Linked DNA regions of Zea mays: region 2 is linked to region 1. The links are chromatin contacts, called in public Hi-C maps. All regions are on one chromosome and are shown on one strand. Each heading gives the region's core, a stretch centred on a gene start, on an enhancer-like site or on the middle of the called end of the contact. The rest is flanking DNA. Distances are from core to core; before and after follow the strand shown.

The links. Hi-C and Micro-C count contacts between places; a contact is called where the count stands out from the background.
Region 2: a contact with region 1 is called in a Hi-C map of leaf, with 8 times the contacts expected there. The contact joins the promoter of LOC100284003 here to the promoter of LOC100193983 in region 1. A contact is called at or near these places in 4 of 25 Hi-C or Micro-C datasets (ear, leaf and tassel).

The regions. Positions count from the first base shown.
Region 1 is chr1:218,920,477-218,924,887 of Zm-B73-REFERENCE-NAM-5.0, forward strand. It overlaps LOC100193983, which reads right to left and starts at 2,181. Exons shown (of 7, transcript NM_001139049.1): 1 at 1,989-2,181; 2 at 1,043-1,275; 3 at 903-958; 4 at 728-806; 5 at 483-621. The coding sequence starts at 1,215.
Region 2 is chr1:219,116,779-219,121,505 of Zm-B73-REFERENCE-NAM-5.0, forward strand. It overlaps LOC100284003 (ATP-dependent Clp protease adaptor protein ClpS containing protein), which reads left to right and starts at 3,177. Exons shown (of 3, transcript NM_001370566.1): 1 at 3,177-3,337; 2 at 4,428-4,575. The coding sequence starts at 3,265.

The DNA.
Region 1 (4,411 bases), core at 931-3,430:
AAAGTACTTACTGAAATTGGTATTTTCTGAAAGACAGCTTTTAATGGTTATTCCAGAATGGACATGCATAAAGAGTAGCATTCTGCCTCAACAATACTCTTAGGACCCGTTTGTTTCATTGGAATTGAATTCCATTTTAATAATTATAATTTAAACAAAACTAATTAAGTTCATATATTTATATATAAAATATATTTGTATATTATCCTAAATAATATGAGAGAAATAGTTATATACTACATTTATGTTATAGCAAAGCAAGTACAAGAGTGTGCTATAAGTTGTACATCGGAAAAATAGCATGTAAATCTATAGAATCAATTTCTATCTCTCACCCCATGAATTTGAGATAGACTTATATGATAACTTTGGAAAGTGGTGGAATGTCACATTCTAAAAAAAATAGTCTATTCTATTAGTAAGATTCTAATTCCTCAAAATGAAAGGAAACAAACGGGACCTTATGAGAATATTCCACTTACTAGAGTTGAAGTGGCAATCATTGTATAGTCTGCCCATCTCAAATATTTTCTGATGTCTCCCCGTGAAGTATGATACAAGCTAGAAGCTATTCCAACTCCAATCAATGAGTTAGCATAAAGTGTTGTATTCAAGTTCTTTCTGCACAACTGGTACATAACGGTTAGTTGATACTTGCAGCAATCAAGAAACAAATCAAAAGAAAATCTTTAAAAAAGTGATGTTAGTGATTCAGATGTGGGCTTGCCTTGGTGTTTGCAGTCCAAGAACAATGAAAGGAAGTGAGGTAACAACATTTGCAATAGTTTCACCAACATGTTTATCGCCTGATTCAAGATAAGATTTACACAATGGAGCATATAAATGGAGATGCCAAAAAATTTGGATTCTGCCATTATGAATTTCTGATAGGTTACACATACATGAGAGGCTACAGTGTATGGGCTTCAAGCATGGGGGTCTTTGCTGCCATAATCTCCTGAAGATACAAAATAAATCATTAACGAAGCATGAGTTAACAAGATTCTGAACAGTCTCCTTTGTGTATGTGCAACAAACATACCAGATTAGCAAACGCCGGCCGGAGCCATTATCCTCTTGTGGTTCACAAGTTGAAGAATCCATAATGCTAGTCTTGACTGCTTCGTCATCACTGTATATTGACCGGCCCACGAACTGTACCCTGTATAGGCCACCCAGGGCCCCAGAAGGCCTAGAATCTTCTTGGACTCCCATGTATTTATTTAACCTATTTTAAGGTTCACGACTAACTAGATACTAGAACAAGTGGCAGCCCTGTTGGGAAAAACAAATGTCATTCTTCAGCATTATTGCATAAATGGCACAAGTCCAGAATCTTAGTCTACATGAACACACGTGGGCCCATTCGGCAGGCAGTTCTAGCTGCTGCTATGGCTATCTGCCTCCTCACATGTCACTGTAGCGTTGAACTAGCAGCAGCGGTTGATACAAACGACACAAAGCACCGAACCATATGAAAGAATTTTATTCTATATAGATTTATAAGTTTATATAGCTCCTAGGCATGCAGAAACGATTTCCTGGGTGCATTGATTTGATTATGAGGTTATGTGCTCAGCTATATATATGCTATTCTGACACTGCACACAAGATGAAAAACTGTTAACAATTCCCCATTGCTTGCTGCAGTGGATTTCCACAACCAGGAAATGGCTACAAATTCCATGCCATCCTAACAGATGAGGCAGCACAAGTAGCACCTCTGTTGCTCGCTCAGCAGCTCGCGTCACAAAAACAACAGAGGGAAAAGTGAATCGATTCAGTCCACTCTCCACTGTTCCATGGCAACAAAGCTCGGCGGTTCGTTTCACGCCCAAATTTCCGTCCAGCGGAATAAACGCTTTATTCTACTCATGGAGCCTATGAACACGGAAAATCGTGACGAAATCGAAGCGGTTCTTTCGCTTGTCACTAGACCACGTGTGCTTCGCCTGAAGAAAGGTGTTCATCTACCAGAAGAAACTTACGAAGGGGATTGGAAGATTGGAGAACGCTTTATCTCCTCCCGCTGCGGCACTTCCCCAAACCACGCCCTCCTCCGACAGCGGTTGCTGCTGGTGGTAGAGCGAGGGACTGGAGGGGAAGATGCCGATTCCGACAGTATCTTCCCCTTCCGTGCGGAAGCGGAAGGAGGACGCCTGTACGTCGCAAAAATCCTACGTCCTTCTCATCTCCGTGGAATATTCGGTTTCTGGGTTCTTTGACGGTCCTCTTCTTGCTTCTCTCCGGAGCGGCCGGGCCTCGTCGTTCGCTTTCGGTGAGGCCGGTGGGCCATGGCAGCGCCAATTTGGGCCGGGCCGGACGACTTCCACCTGCAGCTGTATGGATGTTTGGGCTATAGTAGATTGGGCTAATGTAATTTTCTATTATTTTCCTTGTTTACTTATTGTCGACTCGAACTTTACTTTTATATCGACGAAACGCGCCCATCTGTAAGCCCAGCAAAGTCAAAAGTCTGAGACAAAATTATAGCATGTTTTTGGCACCTGTATAGTAAGTTATGAACTGTCTTATCGTTTGGCGTACATACTATATAATCAGATAGCTTAAGCTACTGATAATGGAGTATGTCATTAGTTGATAATAGAATATGTACACAGCTACCAATTATGTGTTCTTTTTTGGTTTTTGTCGTAACAAAAACAGTGACGGAGGGAAGGGGGGGGGGGGGGGGCGATATGAATTGTGAAGTTTTTGTTGATTGAAATAAAATAATTTGTTCAAAAAAGCCCATGTATTTTCTAAAATATCAAATTCAACGCTAATAGTAAAACCAACCAATTTCAACTGAAGTCGTTACATATTGTTGCCATGTACACAACAAGTTTGACATGTATTCGCGCAAGTTGACGAATTTTTTTATGGATGCTCGAGACTAGTTGGATTTTTTAATTCTCTTACAAGTTTATTAGTTATTTCATTAATACTAGAGTCATTATATAAAAGTTGAATCTCATCAATCAAACATTCATCATTATGCCGCATTTATTATTTTGGTATTATTACTGTGTCACAACTTTAGTTCAATATATCATTCAACTAGAAAATGGACTCTTAAACTAGAATAATTTATAAAGAACTAGAATTCTTATTTCATGTCTTAAAATTGATAACATCGCATGATATTTATTTACTATATAGTATTGATGAATTAGTGGGTCCATCTTATGTCATAATCGTAGCTCTGCCCTGAATATAAATTAGAAAGCAATCATGTACCTTTTCAATAACATTTTAAAACATCGTCACATCAAAATATCTTCGTCAGATACGTTTGTTGTACTTGTACGATCGGCTGCGCTTGCAAGCAGAGAGTTAAATAAATCAATGTAATGGAGTTTGACTTTCATTGCCGAGGACTGTAGCCAGCCGTACAATAAGGTAGAGCTGCATCACTGCATGATGTCCACTTCACAGCTGATCGAAGAACCAACCATGTACATTGACATTTGATTAAAAAACAGCCAACTATGAGATAGGATAGGACCGGTCAGAATACTCGAACCTCATGCCTGATTTATCTGAAGCCGAACCTGCCCGAATCTAAAAAATCTATTCCTTATCTCGGGTACAAAGCCCATTTAGCCGATTTTGTTTCAGTAAATTCAGATATAAGGTTATCTCGTATGTTATGCTACTAAAAGTCAATTTTTCTTTTCAATATCTTTCTTTTTTTCCAGAATTCTTGTTCTTCCACCCATGCAATAGAGAGCGAATGAGAAAAGAGGGATTTTCTCTTAAAATAGGCTTTGAAATAGAAATCATGGAATAATATTGAATTCAAATGTTTATTTCTTTATTTCTTTTCTATAGTATAAGAAAATGAATTAAATGAAATTTGTGGATTTAGCACGACCTTTTGGTTGTGACCCCCTATATAAAAATGCAAAATTGTATAATGCCAATAAGTTACCATGACATACAATTATATTTAATGAGTAACTCTAACAGTCTATTTGTGTAAAGAGTTGTATCTCCTTTTTCTCGATATGTCGCCGCTCCGAGAGGCTCTGGCTCCTCCACTCTCGTTCTACTTCCCTCTCTGCGAGCCGGTGCCTATCCCCTCTTCTCTCGTTCTCTCCTTTGCATATCTCTATCCTTTCCTATAGTACTTGGCGTATATATGTTTAAAATCATAATTATTTTTTAAAAATAAGGTAGAGAGCCCTAAGTGTCTTATCGCCCTTGTGGTGGGACCTGGGCACTTAAACTAGATTAATCTGGGCGGTTCCGCCACAGTTACCCTCCTCATCGCACAATGGTTGAGGCGACCATGATGGTGGTGAGGGAGAGGATGTCCTAGCCTGTGGAGGATTCAGAGAATTCATTTTGGTTTGCTGTTGTCTAAGCACCCTCCGGTTGAATGGGTTGGTGTGTAGATCAATTCCGT
Region 2 (4,727 bases), core at 1,927-4,426, 200 kb after region 1:
GTTGAGGAGAGGGCAAGAGCAAAGACACTTATGGGAAGGAATTGAGACTTCTAGTGCCAAAATGGTACAAAAAAATTACAATGCATCATGTAATAATAAAAAGAAGAATAAGCAACATAATGTCACGAAGCCCAAGTAGATAGTCATGTTCAAGAAGAAGAACAAAGAAGCTGGTTGCTTTGTTTGCGGGAGTATTGTTCATTGGGCAAGCGCTTGTTCAGACCACAAATTTAAGCAAGAGAAAAAAACAGCTCAAGAGAAGAAAACAACAAACATGGTTATTAGTGAGACTAGAGAAGGAACATCGGGGTATAGAAATCATTTACCTATTGTTCTTTCAGTGTGTTATTCACCTGAGTGGTGGGCTGATACTGGTTCTAATATTTATGTGTGTGCTGATATTTTTTATTTTGTTCTTCTCAGTGCAAAGGGATTGGAGCCTTACTGATGGGGAACGGATCACATGCATGTGTTCTTGGTGTTGGTATAGTCATTCTAAAGTTTACTTTAAGAAAGACGGTGTTGTTGAAGAATGTGCATCATGTCCCCTCCACCAAAAAGAATCTAGTTAGTGACTCTCAATTAAGTTGAGATGGCTACAAAATTGTTTTTGAGTCTAATAAATATATTGTCTAAGTATGGAACATTTGTTGAAAAAGGCTATGATAGTGGAGGCTTGTTCCGCTTTTCTTTGCATGACACGTGTACTAAGTCTGTGAACAATATTATTTCGAATGAGTTGAATATTTGGCATTCACGACTTTGTCATATCAATTTTGGTTGTGTCTCGTAGTTAGCAAATTTAAATTTAATCCTGAAATTTGATTTAGTCAAAGGTTCTAAGTGCCAGGTGTGCGTGCAATCGGACCAGTTCAGTTGTCTGGGGTGCATCGGACCAGTCCAGTGGCGCGCATGACCTAAATTCTAGAGAGGTATGGAATGGTACTTCGGTGGCCTGGTGCACTAGACCGGTCCGGTGAGCCACCGGACCAAAGTTCCATAGAGCTCTGCAAAAGCATCTGCGCGCATCAGACCTCGGGTCCAATGACTCTCTTAGGCCGCCAACGGTCATGTCAACGGCTAACTGACACTTGGTCGGTCCAGTGGTGCAACGGATCGGGTCGATGCCGGTGAGGATGGAAGTTGGATTAGATCCCGTTGATGGTGGGTGAAAATTGGAGGATTGGATTGGTCTGGTGCACCAGCGGAGAGCAATTTTTTGGCATTTCTCTCAATGACTCTTCTATCATTCTAGTCAAGAACCCAAGTCACTCAAGATCAACACATTCATTTCTAAGCATTAGAGCAACACTCCAGAGAGATCCAAGCACCCAAATTTGCAAAAATAACCTAGAGAAAGTTGTGCTGCAAGTTGTGTGCTTATGTTCTTGATTCTTTAGTGTTGTTGTGTTCTTGTGTGCATTCTTTTGTCCTCTTGCTTTCATTCGAGTTCTAATTCCCATTCATTGTGTATGGCTAGCAAGAGTCTCCAATCTCTATGGAGTATCTTGTTAGAAGAAACATCAAATCAAAGGAACCAAGGGATCAAGTTGATCGTTGGATCACTTGAGAAGGTCAAGAGAGACCTAGTTCGGTGGGACACCTCAACGAGGACGTAAGTTCTTCGAAGCCGAACTTTGGTAAAAAAAGATGTGTCTTGTGTTCTTTACTTTCTACAATTTGTTCTTCATCTCTCTTGCTCTAAGTTCTTAATATATCTTTACTTGTGATATTGCTCTTATATTATATTAATTCCACAATCAAGAAGAGCATCAAGTGCAAGAACTTCCCTCTTCCTTACTCTATTTGATCTAGAATATCTAATCCGAGATTCGATTTTGTTTTAAGTTCTGCAAATAAAAGTGTTGTCTATTCACCTTCTCTAGGAAACTATCAGTGGGCTTCTTGATACCTCAATAAATTAAAAATGTCAGAGTTGTCTACAAGAATTTGTATCTCTATCTGAATTAAGCTTCTACACTTTATTTATTGCTTATATAGGTTGTGTGCTTACTTTCCTAGTTTAGCTTGCTAACCTAGTGATAGGATTAGAACTTAAGTTGCATAACTTTTTTGCGGTAGATATAACTTAACCTAATAAAACCGTAATTGTATATCTACCTTTTTTAATACATTTTAATTAGGTGAAAATTAGATGTATTCGTTTAAAAGTAGATTTTTAAATTGCTAATTCGTCATTCTCTTAGGTCATCTCCAGCAAATCCTCTATTCATCATCTATCTCATCCCATATTTCAAACTTCACTCTGTAAACAGTGTCAAACAGTGTCATCTACAGTGCCTCGTCCCCTATTTTACTCGATCCATCGAAGACAACCTTAGTCGTCACAATCCATTTAGGTTCCTAATATCTTTCTTTTTTTATCATCAATATTTTATTCATCTCCAATCAAATAAAGAGAGTTGTATCTCGTCCAATAGCATAGAAATTACATCAATTACTATTTTAACTATTTTTCTCCTACAACTGTTGAACCCTTTAGGATTTGTTCGATTGCATCTAGATCAAAAGAAATTAGGGATTAAATCCACTTCTATTCAGCTTTGAATATGGAGGAATTCAATCCTCTCTAAGGGTTGATTTGGTGACAAAGGGATCCCGGGAGGATTGGAAGGGATTGAGGGGGAAATAAACTAATTTCCCCCTCAATCCCCTCCGATCCTCCCGATATCGCGGGTCACCAAATTAGCCCTAAGGGCTGATTTGGTGACAAGGGGATCACGGAGGGATTGGACGAGATTGAGGGAGAAATGAACTAATTTCCCCCTCAATCCCCTCCAAATCCTCCCGTGATCCCGGGTCACCAAATCAACCCTAATTCTCTTTGATTCAGACGCAGGCGAACAAGTCCTTATGTGGTTATTGGGCCAGATCTACTTAAGTATTACAAAAGCAACTTTTCTTAATAATGGTAGAAAAATAAATATATTGTGAATAAATTATTGGCAGCCCCCACCAACTCGGAGGGGCACAATGGTAATTCAACCAATAGCCTCATCAGGTTTCACGTTTCAGTATCGGAACGGAGGGGGAAAAAATCTGTAGAGACCAGTGGCCCAGAGGTCCGGACCGCGGACTGGCCTAACAGGTGGCCTCCCGCGACGCCTGCCAAATTACCGGGCCACAAATAATCCGATGCCTCCAAACCGCACGTCGAACGGCCCACGGAGCATCACCACCGCGGCAGCTGAGCTCGGCCCCAACATTCAGATTCTTCGAGGCGCGGCGACGGCGGTCGGCGACATGGAGGCCGCGGTGCCCAGCCGTGTTGCGCTCTCCGCGGCGAGCCGCCTCCCAAATCCCCACGCCGTGACAGGTGCTCCGTCTCCCTCGCTCCCGAGTCTGGCGCCGGTTTGTCAGTTTGTTGGAATTTGGATGCGATTTTGGGAGTACTCCTCAGTAGTTAGTACTCATTAGTATCTTTCAGTGGATAAGGTCGACAGGGCAAGTAGGGTTCGTGCTGTCCACGCGTTTCCTGTGGAGCTAGAACTGCGGGGGATTCCACGGAGTATGAGAGCCGACGAGTGCTGTTCCACTTTGGCAAGGATTTTGCCGTTACTGCCAGTATTGTGAAGAGAGAGTCCTTCTGTTTCCTGCCATAGAATGGCTGCCTTGTGTTGGCTAGAGGACGTGGACTCGATGTATGGTGAAATTATTGCGTCTGTTCTAGTTAGTGGCAAGAACAAGTGTGCAAGGTGAAGATTAAATGGTTGACATCATTGGCATTTTCAACCAGCTAGCTGTTAGTTCCTTGTTTGATTGCTTCAGTATGCTTTTATTCATGGACTGTGTTTTGCATTACAGCTCTTCCCATTTTTAGTCCAGATTACATACATATTAACAACCGGCTCCAACTGCTAAGTCACCTACCCAAACAGATATCAGTGGTAGTAGACTAGCAGTTGTTATATTGCAGAGTCGGTGCATTTACAGGAAGATAAATAATCCTGCAATGAAATCTAAAATTTAAGATACACTTAATACTACTAGTGAAGTATACAATCAGTTGCGACTGTGTGCCAATCTCCACAGGTGCATTATTTCTTGCTGGCCGTTACCAGTTGCTGATTATTCTTGATCGTGTTCTTGACAACCCCAAATGACTGAGATGATTATTGAATCCACCATATCATACCCTCAATTGAAATGCATAGGAAATATTGCTCTATCACCAACTAATCCTCAACCTTGTAGACATGTTTACTGTTGCATGATCATGAGGCTATTACTCCATCTTTGTTCATTTTTTTTCAGCCTGGATGCACAAATGTGCAAAAGAAAACTGTGCTAGCTATATCATGACTTCCAGTTTATATGGAATATTGTTTATCATGTCATAGGTTCATGATTACTGTTGCAGACTTGCTGGTATAATGTTTCATGTTGATTTTCTTCATATTGTGCAGGAGATAGATCTTTCATTTACAAGGGAAGATGCCAAAGTCTTGCAATTCCTATGGCTTTGTCAGCAGCTGCGCCAGGCAAAGGTGGTGGTGTGCTTGATCGGCCAGTTGAGAAAACTACTCCTGGTCGCCAGTCTGAATTTGATGTGAAGTAAGTGTTATATCACCCCAGTTTCAATGAAAGTATAAGCGATATTATTTCTATACTTAACGGTAAATAGATATTAGGCATAAGCGATATTAAAAATTGAGGGGGGGGGGGCATGGCCCCCTTTGCCCCCCATGTGGATCCCCTGGTTGTCT